Linked DNA regions of Mus musculus: region 2 is linked to region 1. A link is a contact called in public HiChIP or PLAC-seq data. All regions are on one chromosome and are shown on one strand. The core of a region is the stretch at or near the end of the contact, and the rest is flanking DNA. Distances in the headings are between cores, read along the strand shown.

The links. HiChIP or PLAC-seq counts read pairs in DNA pulled down with a chosen protein or histone mark.
Region 2: a contact with region 1 is called in an H3K4me3 HiChIP or PLAC-seq map of embryonic basal ganglia, with 4 times the contacts expected there. The contact joins two enhancer-like sites. A contact is called at or near these places in 1 of 15 datasets of contacts at CTCF or cohesin (the NIH/3T3 cell line) and 6 of 115 datasets of contacts at active chromatin or transcription factors (embryonic basal ganglia, embryonic forebrain, embryonic midbrain and 1 more).

What each region holds. Positions count from the first base shown.
Region 1 is chr6:112,737,701-112,743,993 of GRCm38.p6, forward strand. Srgap3 (SLIT-ROBO Rho GTPase activating protein 3) reads right to left here. Exons shown (of 22, transcript NM_080448.4): 15 at 3,661-3,795; 16 at 1,619-1,724; 17 at 1,183-1,410. Among named protein-coding and RNA genes, the nearest start is that of Gm26799, 41 kb to the left of the region's middle. Within about 2 kb of position 4,376, at least 7 of the 459 cell types and tissues checked have an H3K27ac peak or open chromatin away from gene starts, as enhancers often do.
Region 2 is chr6:112,970,131-112,975,926 of GRCm38.p6, forward strand. No RefSeq gene overlaps it. Among named protein-coding and RNA genes, the nearest start is that of Srgap3, 26 kb to the left of the region's middle. Within about 2 kb of position 2,876, at least 114 of the 459 cell types and tissues checked have an H3K27ac peak or open chromatin away from gene starts, as enhancers often do.

The DNA.
Region 1 (6,293 bases), core at 3,126-5,625:
AAAGAACCTATTTCCTTAAAAACATTTATTTTATTTTAAAAATTATTTGTATGTGGAGGGTGGGGACGATATGTGTATAAATGCAGGTGCCCGTGGAGGGCAGAAGGCATCAGGTCGCCTGGGGCTGGAGTATAGGCAGCCATGAGCTGACAGACTTGTGTGTTGAGAATTGATCTCCTCTTTCTGTAAGAGCAGCGTACAGTCTCAACTGCTGAGCCATCACTCCAGCCCCAACATTAATCTTTTTTTTTTTGTTTTACTTTGGTGCTGAGGATCCAATTAAGGACTCCCTACACAGTAAGTATATGCCCCATCACTGGGCTATACCCGAAGCCCCTCAATCATTTTTCAGTGTGAAAACCTTTCTTTGCTCTAGTTTCCTGACACATCTGGTAGATTGGTGCTGTCTACATAGTCACTCATTACAATTAAACACATAGCCACCTTCACTCTTTCAGGGTTAGCTTGAAGAAGGAAGCCAGACCTGGGTCTGAAAAGGTGCCTTACTAGTTCTCCTTATACAGAGCATCATAGAAGCTACCTGACTAATGACTAGTGACCTCAGGTGGGGCATGCAAAGACATGAGACTCTGGGAGAATGAACCCCTGGGTGGGAGGGGTCAGTGGCTGGAGGTTGGTGTGGGGACACTCACTCCTCTGTTTCCTGAGAAGGAAAGGTTACTTGGCCAGCTACCACATTATAAGAGCCCCTCGGACCCAGATAGAGCCCTGAAATAACTCTTGGGAAGTCTCCACAGGAACACCTGAGAAAGGGAAGGCTCTCTTGGTGTTGGAGTTGCCCAGAGAGTGGGTGACAAAACTGGAGCTGTCCTCTGACAGCCTCTAAGGGAAGCCAAGGGATGAAGACTGCAAGGCCAGGTCCTGCTGACAACTGCTGAGCCTCTGAATCCAGCCATACCTGAAGATATAGCCCTAAATGTTTTAGTGAGGTAAACTACAGGTGCATATTGGCTTAGGCTATCTGAAGGCATGTTTTTACTCCTTGTAACTTACGCAATTTTGACTGCTGTAGTTGTCTCTCACATGGGACTGCTGTAAAATTTACAAGGAAAACTAGCTATAGTGCGTGTCCCCTAGGGTAATGAGAAAACTGGAAGGCTTCTGATTGTTTTTAACAATAGGGTGATGCTAACGGGAATATTAAGGGGAAGGATGCCTTACCAGTACTCTTCCCCTCCAGCCATGCATTTTTCGTACACGGGTCCCTCTAGCTCCCGAGGGCTGGGGAAAATGGCTTCATGGTGGATGATGATAGTTTTGATGACTTCATTGACATGCGCCTGGCAGGATACAGGGTCCTGCCCATCGGGGATGTGCATGAGGGTGGGCCCGAAGCAGATGGCCAAGTTGTAGGGATCCATCATGTTCTCATCACTGTACTGGGAAAGGCTAGGAGAGAACAGATACTCACTGTTCACCCACAAGGCAAAGCCTCCCCCAGAGTTTCCTTCCTTTTTTTGCGGGGGGCGGGGGAGAGGGAAGTGGGGACACAACCCAAATGCAGAAGTTTCTATATTCTGATTTATAAAATAGCATTCATAAGAGCCTTGGCCCAGAGGAGGCCAGTGGCAGAGGGCTCCCCAGGCCAGGTACTCACTGATTGAGGAAAGCAAAGAGGTATCTCATGACCACAATGACCACGCGGGGCAGGGTGATGAGGATCTGCTGGATTGGGTGCACCCTGTCAGCTGGGTTCTCCAGTTCTGTAAGGTACAGAGAGTTCAAGGTGACCAACACCCTTGGAGAGCAAGGCAGTAGATGTCTCTAGGCTCCACCTCCCCCATCAGCTATAGGGATCAATCAGGAAGGCTCTACTCTCAGTTGGGATTCATATGAGATCCTGGCTAGAGCCAATCAGAACAAGACAGGTTGGGGGCTAGCCTACTTAGAATCTCTTTGAGCTGGTCTTGAGGACTTGTGGGGAATCCTATAGAGAGGTGCCTGGGACTTGGGTAGCAGAAAATCTGGAACAGCAAGGGTTCTGCCAGAAATGAGAAACCTATCTGATGGTCAGAAGAGTCACAGAGTGGCCATGTGAAGCCTAAAATGAATTGCCTAGTTTTCTGGTAGAGGATCTGAAACTGTTTTATGGACTCAGATGGTTTGGATTTCAGTCACTGGCAGCCTTGGAGTCCTGGTGTCACAGACAGGGACAGTGGTTTAGTAAAATGTGAGAGGCACCAGACATAGCACAGGCCTGGGAATGCTGCAGTCACCGAGAAAAGAATAGTGCAAGCACGGGCTCTTCTTGAGTGACCTATTGACCAGAAAGCTTAGCGCCTGCCCAGGATCTAGATCAGGGATCTGTTCTCAGGCGAACCATAGAGTCAAATGCTGGTGTGATGGCACAGCAAGACGGAACACCTATGAAGTTGGCAAACCAGAACTACAAGAAGTGAGGTGTCAATGCTGTGTGTAGGGTGGACAAGCCACACGTTGTCAGTGACATTTTCCTCACAGAACTCCAACCTCCAAAAGACCCCTTTTCTCCTCAGTAGCCAGCATGACAGGGCTACTGACACTCTTGCATGCCTTATCTTCTGGCCACTGTTCTTCCATTGAAAACGACCTAGGACAATGGGTCTAGATGAGGTGCTACTACCAAAGCTGGGGTTCTTGCTTCTTGAGTAGGCATTGTGTGGGGTTGAAGAGTAAGTGGAAGTCTATATTGGCATCCGTCACCCCCATGCCCTGACTGTATAGGGCATGTGGATTGATGTTGCCTGCCTTCAATTTCAACAGGGTGGTCCCTCTAGCTCACCTTCAAGACCTGGCTGAAAGAAGTCTCACCCAGGACAGCTCACGGTCAGTTTCTTATGCTCCTCTATAAATCCTCTAGACCCTCCTGTCAGTCACCCATGCCAGCTACCCTCCTATGGCTACTAGCGACATCATAGTTCTTAAAGACAGGGTTTTTTTTTATAAAGAGGGTACTTAAATCACTAATATGAGAAAAAAGGAAAATCCTTTGTTTTAATTAGAAGGTGACATGCAAATATTTAACAGTGAGGATATGTTCTAAGACATGCTGAAGGCAGAACAATGTGAGCCCACATCTGTACCATCTCCTACTGTCCTACATCTGGGACATATCCTGATGGCCAGCATCTCTTCCATCAGTCAAGTACCTTATGACCAGCAGTGTAGAGATAATCACCCAGTCAGTTAACTATCATCATTCCCCTTGTTTGCTGACCTGATTCCTTAGACCTTCCATGGATCCCTACCCATCAAGGTACAAAGCTGTAGGGTCCTTCAAAGACATTCAAATCTACTCCTTTTGCTACATTTGACTGCACCATGCTCTGTCCTGCTGATTCAACTGGGCCACTGTCCCCAACCCTTCCAGGCTTCCCCGAATCCCCTCCTCTTGGCAGTCTTGCTCGTGTCCCTCCCCCAGGCCTACTCTGTGACTACAGGTTTCTCTCTGCTTCTCCTCTTAGCTCCTGTTGTACTTAGGGAGTATACCATGTCCATTAGCCCATTGTGCTACCTAGAGATCTGGGACTTTAAGCTCTCTAAGAACCATACTTTGTTCATAGTATTCCTCTCCTGTGCCTGGCAGGATAAAGAGGCCAGCACTTCGACTTCTATAAAGATCCATGAAGCAATGGGCCATCCCACCTGTAAAATACTTACTAATAGTAGATATCAAATCTTGAAACCTTTCCTTAGGAAAGAGTGGGTTTTCCAGTCCTCGGAAATACAGTTTTAAAACACCAGCAACTGAATTGATATCTCGCTCATTTTGGTCATCCACGAGGGGGTCTTCACCTGTGTGGAGACAATGTTTTAGGCTGGTGAGGAAAGAGAATCTCTTTCCAACACTGGAAGATATTCTCCTTCCTCAATTGAAAGAGGAAGAGACATGGCCAGACAGACAGGAGGAAGAAGATGGCACAAGCCTGAAAACCTGGGACTCTCAGTCTCTGCATGTTTTAAATTTCCTATTAGAAAATACTCAGAAGGGATAAGCATCCAATTATGAATGTTCATCACCCATTACTTAGCCCTCTCCTGAGTTCTCTATTTATTATATACACCATGGCTCAAATTTTTGAGAATTTTTGACACTATCACACATTTCTCTTAAGAATCAGGACACTCTCGGCTAACAACGATAACTTTATCTAACCTAAGAAAGAGAACAATCCTTCCAAAAATAACACCACACACAGCCCACATTCAAACTCCGCCAACTATCCCAGTATGCCTGTCATGGATTTTTGTTTTAAAAATATAAGCACTATCCTGAGTTCCCACAGTTCATTTGCTGGTTGGCAGTTGTTCCTCTTGTTTGTTTGTTTGTCTGAGACACGGTCTCCATGTATCCCTGGATGGCCTGGAACTTGGGACAATCTTCTGCTTCTGCTTCCAAATGCTGAGATCAAAGGCATGTGCCGGCATGCCCAGCTCAATGGCTGCCTCTTGGGTTTTATAAGTATAAAATACACTCCAGTGTTTTTTGAGTGCTGAGTTTGTGTTTGATGATGTAGGTCTCGCTGTCTTGCAGAATTGTCTCATACTGTGCCTTTCATTTTCCTCATGACTTGACTGGAGTTTTTTATTTTGGACCAGAATACAGAGGCACCTAATGACTGCTACTAGGTATGCAGAGCACTGAGTTAAGGTGGTAGATCTTTTTCCCTTTAAACACCATAGAGGTATTCCCTTTTTTTGCTACAAACATGAGACTTGTGAAGTGAGACCAGAATCCTGGCACTGTAAGTCTGCCCACTAGTCCCTGTGGTAAGCATGGCTCACCACATGGGGTCAGTCTCCAGTGATGGGTCTTGCCTTGTAACCCTAGGAACTCATTGATTCTGTTAGCTTGGCCAGTGAGCTCCAGATAGCCACTGGTCTGGGCTCCCCAGTACTGCGGTTACACAAACCTACTGCTATGCCTGGCTTCTACATGAATGCTGGACATCTGAACCGAGGCCCTTCTCTGCTCAGCTCCCTAAACCAGATTTAAAGGTTCTCAGAGAGAAGGCCCATCTTTACCCTTTCCCTACACACCTCAAACACCACCATTTTCTTTAGTCTGACTCGTCTGCTGTGTTTCTACTACAGCAGATGAGCAAACGCATCTATAGTCAGCTCTCTGCATTCACAAGTTGCACATCTGGGATTCAACAAATATGACAAAAATATTTTTGAAAAGGAGATTGCCTCTCCGGACTGGGAGGTGTGTCAGTGAGTGAGGGAGGCCACACTTTACTCACTTGACCTTCTACAGTTCTACATTTAATTACTAGTTATACCTATTTAGTTAGTTATATGCAAATGACAAGGCATACATATGGAGGTCAGAGGTCAACTTGTAGAAGTCAATTCTCTCTATCTTATGGATCCCAGGAATTGAGTCATTAGGCTTAGACAAATGCATTTATCCACTGAGCCATATATCAGCAGCTCCACATTTGACGTCTTTCAGTCTTTTGCTGTGATAAACACTGCCACAGTGGATAGCCTGCATGTGCGCATTTGTATTTGTGGAGGCAGGTCTCAGCTCTGTTCCTGGAAGGGGGCACGCTGGGTCACCGTGGGTGTGGTTTCTCACCTGTAGTCAAAGCCCTCTCATTGGGGCCACACTACTTTGTAGTCCTGGAGAAGCCTGTCTTCCCCAGCTCTGCCCATGGCATATTGCCAGTCTTCTGAGGTTTTCTACCATTTGGATAGGGCATTTCGGAGGAGTGGCTCTCTGCCGTTTAACTGGGGGCTGCTAAGCTGGTCTATTACTGAGAATTTTTCCAGGGGAGGTGAAAGGAAGCAGAGAGTAATCTAACACCTTCCTAGAGGTGTTGAGGGAAGTTTGCGCTAACAGCTGGAACACCTGTGTGTGTCTGCCAAGCAACGAACACATCCGAGTACCCAACCTGGATCTCTTCCCTCTGCCTTCATTGGAAACAGGCATGTGGTACCAGCAGTCTCTTCTAGTCCCAATGTGTTTTAGTGCCAATCAGAAAAAGTCTTCTCGAGTTCTGTACCAGTGCTTGCAGCTTACAGAGCATGAGCCAGAGTATAGCCCACCCACCTGCCTTCCGAGCCGGGCAAGTGTCCAGCCTGAACAGCGGTATGAGGCAGCCCAGACACTCATGCTCCCTAGGCTAACCTCTCAGATGCCCCCACCAAGAAGGTGAGAATGTTTCTCCCCTAAGGAAGAAAAAACACTTTTAAAAATAATTGCTTGATTAACATGTTAACTTTCTGTATACCCATTTATGTGTGTGTACCTACATAGACATAGATATGCACACACACAAATACAT
Region 2 (5,796 bases), core at 1,626-4,125, 230 kb after region 1:
GCCCTAAGTATACTAGGAGGTGGGGTCTTTCAGCAGGTAACTAATCCCTCAATAGAGGACTAGTGCCTTTATTATTGAGAACACAGAAGTCAGCCCTTATTTTACTGAGCGGGTATGTTGCCTAACTGGTCAGAGAAGCATCTTTGCAGAGCTTCAATGGGGTGACCTGACTAGACAAAGTGCTGAAAGTGGCTATTGAGTGCTCAGCCCTACCCAACCCCCAAGCTCAGGGAACAGCAGGGAAGAAGGGGTGGGAAGAATGAAAAAGCTGGAGAAGGGAGAAGGCTGTGAAAAGCTGTCTTCTGAAAGCAAGGCCACTACCCTCACGGACTTGCTGAAGCTGTGTTTACCTACACACAACCTGCACATGACAAGCCAATCAAAACTCCCATCGCAAGGCTCCACCCCTTTCTGAGGCGCTATTGTCAATTGATGGCTGCTAGGGGGATTTCTCTTCAGGGGTGTGATCACTGGTAGGGTTGCCCTACACCCATGCGTCTGCAGGCATGGGCCATAGAAGCCAAATAAGCCCTTCCCTCCCCAGGTTGCTTTCAGTCATGGTGTTTCATCACAGCAATAGAACACAAACTAATACATATACATATATGAAATTCTCAAAGAATAAATTAAATGTATTTTAGAGACCACAGAGAACTGCCTTCTCTCTTTTACCATCTTAGGACCATGGAGACATTATATATAGTATGTATATCTATATAGTGTATATATACATATATGCAAATTATGTATATATGTGTGTAATATATACATATGTGTGTGTATATATATCTTGTGCCCACCGTCAGACAGACAATCCACTAGTGTCTCAGACTTACATAACAGTGAGAAATGCCTGGTATTTATAAACTATCCATGGGATGACATTTGGGGACTTAAGGTATTCAATGAACCTAAATGACCAAGACTGTGACAGAGGAAGTAAAAAGCAAGGTTTAAGTTAGGGTCTGTTTGTCCAGCAGACCCAATCTTTTTCTTGTGTCAGGTTTCTGCCAAGGCCAATTATCTCCAAGGTATGCAGTAGACAAGGCTTCCTTGTGGGGAAAAGCTAGGGAAAAGAGGCCTCCAGCTGAGGCAATTACTAACTCTTCGAGGCATACCTAGGAAGTCATGTAGTGAAACAAAATGAATATTAAGCCAGACCTGGAGTACACATCCCTGCTTTGTAACTCATAAGCTGTGTGCAGACACAGCCAACGTTCTGTGACTTCATCCCAGAAAGAGGATGCTAATGCCATGGTTATAATGAGGATGCTGTGCTGCCAGCCCACAGTGAGAGAGAACTGGCAGAGTGGGGGAAATGTGAGAAGATGCCAGAGGTCACAGAAGTCATCAGCGTTTATGAGTGCCCTTTAAAGATGGCATAGTGGAGACACACTGTCACTGCAACCAAGGGAAATAGGCTCAGATCAGAGCAGCTAAGCATGCTGGGTAAGTCTGGTGTCACTGAAATGCAGTCAGATAAGACTCTTTCAGATGCCAGTCATAGGAAACTAATTCAAACAGTGCAGGGGAAAGTAGGGGCTCGGGACCCCCAAGACCAAGTTCTCGGCACAAAGGAGATTTGTCCCAGGGGAACAGAAGGCAGGAATATGAGACAGCGACAGGAGATAGAGGAAGAGGGAGAAGGAGAAGGGAACAAAAAGGGGCAAGGGAGGGGGGAGGAGCATTTGTACCGGAGGGGGACAAAGGACGGCCTGGAGGAACAAGGACTGCCACTGGATAGAAGGGAGACAGACTGTGATCCATAGGCAAATGACAGCTTATAAAGGTAAAGAGGGAAGCCCTGTGTTAGGATGAGGTGTTTAATTTTAATTGGGCATGCTAATTAGATGAATCAAAGGTGGCTTTTGATTGCTGGAACTTGGTAGTTTGCCTCAGAAAGAGGGATCGGTCATATAAGAAAATAGACCTTGGGGGGCTAGCTTTAGGAATGTAATCTAATGGTTTCTAGCAAGGCAGAGAGAACAAGGGAGAAGGGCAAGGCCTGCATGAGCCATGTTTACCTTTCTGGGATGGCTAGGGTCCTGTCAAACAGTCATTTGCATTAAGAGAATTTCTTCAGACCCGGAGTCTGGACTCTAGTGAGAGCGCACATGGAGTCTCAGATCTGCTGTGCTCCCAGCTGTCTTCTCCGTGCTGTTGTCTTCTGTAGATAGCAGCCCTCCCTACCTCCTGCGTATCAGGATTCCACCAGACCCCACTATAGAACCACAGAGCAAGAGACTTGGTAACGAACACTCCAGGAGTCACTTTTTTGCGACCCCAGCTTCATGTGTCCATCTCAGAGCCATCGTAAAAGCTGGAGGGAACAGCTATCCTAACTGGCTAGCCCTTGGGGGTGGAGTGAGGCCGGCAGACCCTTGCGAACTGTATCGGATGTGTTGGGGGAGGTGAACCTGGAAAACACAAGGTGCTGTTACCCGAAATAAATAAATGAATGCTGAACCAGCAGCAAAGGATAGCCGTGGGTTCAAGAGGCACCCTGGGTGTGAATGTATCCTGCATATAATGAGGTAAAGCTGGTGAGAGAGTTGCATAGATTTCAGCAAAGCAAATCTAAGCCACTGAGAAGTCAGGGCAGTGGGAAGCAACATGAACACCCCAGCTGAGACAAACATGCTGGAGACAGAACAGCGACAGACAGCAGGAGGGAATCATCCTGGGGCCATGACCAAGGCTGCCTTGTTAAGGGAGAGAAGTCTGGGACTCGGGATGGAAAGGTGGTCTGATATCATTGAGAACATATCCAAAAGGCCTGTGCTGATGGAGCTGGTGCCTCTGGCTTTCGGTTGAGTGGACAGCTTGTCCCTCTTCAAGGGCTAGGCCCAGCAGGCTGAGGAAACCATAGCAACCACAAGTTAAGAAAGACAGATGAAAAGCTTGTAAACACAGCTTCCAGCCATGTGGCATAGCTTTGGACTCCTAGGAGACAGCCACATAAAAAAAGCAGTCTAGCTCGTGGAGACCAGGCAGAGGGGACTATTTCTGGGCACCACCGTGGGTCAACTCCGAGCCTGCGAAGCAGCCAGGCAAACAGGCAGCACAAACACACGGGTCTCGGGTGGGTTATCCATCTAGATAGTCACACATGCTGAATGGCCAAGCTTGCTCCCTCCAGTAGCTGCTAAGCTACTGTGCTATTAAGCCACACATACACCCTCTGAGAGCCACCTCCTCGAAAACTTCTGCCCCACCCTTCAGCACTGTGAAGAAAGTTACCATGGGCACAGTGTGGCAGCAATGGAGAAACCTGCTGACCAGCTCTGTGTAGCTCCATCATAAATAACCAGCTGCCTCGTGCAATTTCCTGAGCTGCACAACTGGCAGTGACAACGTGCGTTTTCATCCATCATCCGCAGTGATGGCGGGGCCTCAGCGGGGTGCTGATAACTCCATTTTTCAAGGCCATAGCCAAACCCGTTTTTTTTTTTTCGCTGCTGGAGAGTTAACTGTTTCTCTGCGGGTCTTTATATGACAGTCCCCACTGAAAATAGCCATTGAATAGAATATAATATCTATTTTTCTCACTCTGATTTTCCAAAGGCAGAGTGTAATGCACGTGTGCATGCACACACACACACACACACACACACACACACACACACACACACACTCAGAGAGAGGGGGGGGAGGGAGAGGAAGAGGGAGGGAGGGAGGGAGGGAGGGAGGGGAAGAGAGAGAGAGAGAGAGAGAGAGAGAGCAGGAAATTCTTTTCACCTGATAAATACTTGAAATTTTAGGTGCACAGAACCCAAATAGTAACTATGGCAACACAAGCCACTCCAGTAAGACAAGGATTATTCCCAGCACAATAGCCTGGCTTGTGCTCCAAAAGCAAAGGTAATATTGGCTGAAAGCAATTTCAGAATTGGGAAAATCTACCAGCATTTGAAGCTTTGTGTTTAGGATTCCACTTCCACTGGGTGGCAAGATGAATTCACGACTGGAGCTCTAGCGTGCCTCCCAGAGAAAATGAGCCAGCCGCCTCACCCTCTTCTTAGTCATTCCCCAGCCTCAAAGCTGTCCAAACCTCAGGATTAGAGGGCTCGGCACTCAGATACAGCTTGGGAAAATCATAAGGCCAAGCACCCTGACAGCGCTCTTGGGGATCATGCCTCTGGGAGCCCCAGGACAAAGGAATGTGCTGGAGACCTTGCCCATGGTTGACCTAACCGTGCTTGTTTCTCAGCTTAGGAAACTGAGACCCACAGAGATTAGGAATGCTTGGTTATAGTCACATGAACTTGTGCTTAAAGCCACTGGCTGCGGAAGAAAACAAAACAGTATTTGTCATCACATCAAAGCTCAGTGTGAGGCTGGCTCCGTCGGTCAAAGTGCGCGCGCGGAGTAAGCGGACAGCCTGAGTTTGATCCCCAGAACCCGAGGAAGAAGGAGGGATAGACTCTCAAAAGTTCTTTTCTAACTTCCACGTGTGTGCGGGGGCCTGCACACTCCCATGCCCACACATCCACAGGAGATTCTTAAATACTGCGTGTGGAACTGAACACCCTTTCGGTGCACTTTGGAATCTGTCTGGCTTTCTGGTGCCAGGGTGGAACCCAGGGCCTTGTGCGTGCTAAGCATGTATCCTTCCGTGAAGCTACGTCCCAGTCCTTCTGTGAACTTTTCATACTGGATTACCTCACCTACCTATTGGCCGCGTTCTATGGACTTAGATTTTACTGATGCGTCATTTGCAACGGCACATACCCATTCATCATTTGCTCACCAAGCTAAGCAGATCAGCCAAAGAGCGTCTCATTTCATTATCCAGTATCGTATTTACTAAGTTAATTACCAGTTTTATGAGCTAGGTCTTTAAAGATTGGAATGATGTGTAGCTCACTGGAGGCAGATATTCTAATTTTCACTTGATAACTGTAACGGGAATCTCTGTGACAAATAACGTCAGCTGCTTGCCTTACCAGGCCCATAAACTGATTCTTGAACATTCTCTTCCAAATGCCCAATCTAGAGACAATGAAATCTTTATCAATGGATAACTTTTATGGATAAAATTATTTACCCTTGGGGTGCTGGAACTCATTGGTTAAGAGCACTGCCTGATGTTCCAGAAGACCCGGGTTCAACTCCCAGCATCCACATGGTGGCTCACAACCACCTGTAACTCCAGTTCCAGGGGATCCTACTCCTACTTCTGGCTTCCATGGGTACCAAGCACTCAGGCAGTTCCCAACATCCATGCAGACAAAGCATCCATGTACATCAATTAATTCTTAAAGAGTATTTACTATTGTTCCTCATACCACAAAACAAACACACATTAAGGAGTTAATGAAGAAACCAAGCAGATGTGTTAGCAGGCCCCAAGGACAAGTTAAAAAGGTATAGCACGGGCTAGTGAAGAGGCTCAGAGAGTAAAGGAGCTTGCCAGCAAGCCTGATTACCTGAATTTGATTCCCAGAACCCACATCATGGAGAGAGAGATCTGACTCCAGCAAGTTGTCCCTTGACCTCCATACACACACACACACACACACACACACACACACACACACTAAATGGAATTTTAAAAGGTAGGAATAAGGAATAAAAGAATGTTCAAAGGAAACTGGGTAAAAAACTGGCTATTTTCCCTGGATGGGAAAAGATAGCCTTCCACTAGGCAGAATTCACTTGCGCATCTACAAGCAAGAGTACTTTTGTTTTATTTTTGAGTCAAGGTCTCAAGTATCTCAGGTTAGTGTCAAACTCTCCTTCTGCAGCCATGGATAACTTTGGACATCCTGGTTCTTCTGTCCCCGACTGTAGAGT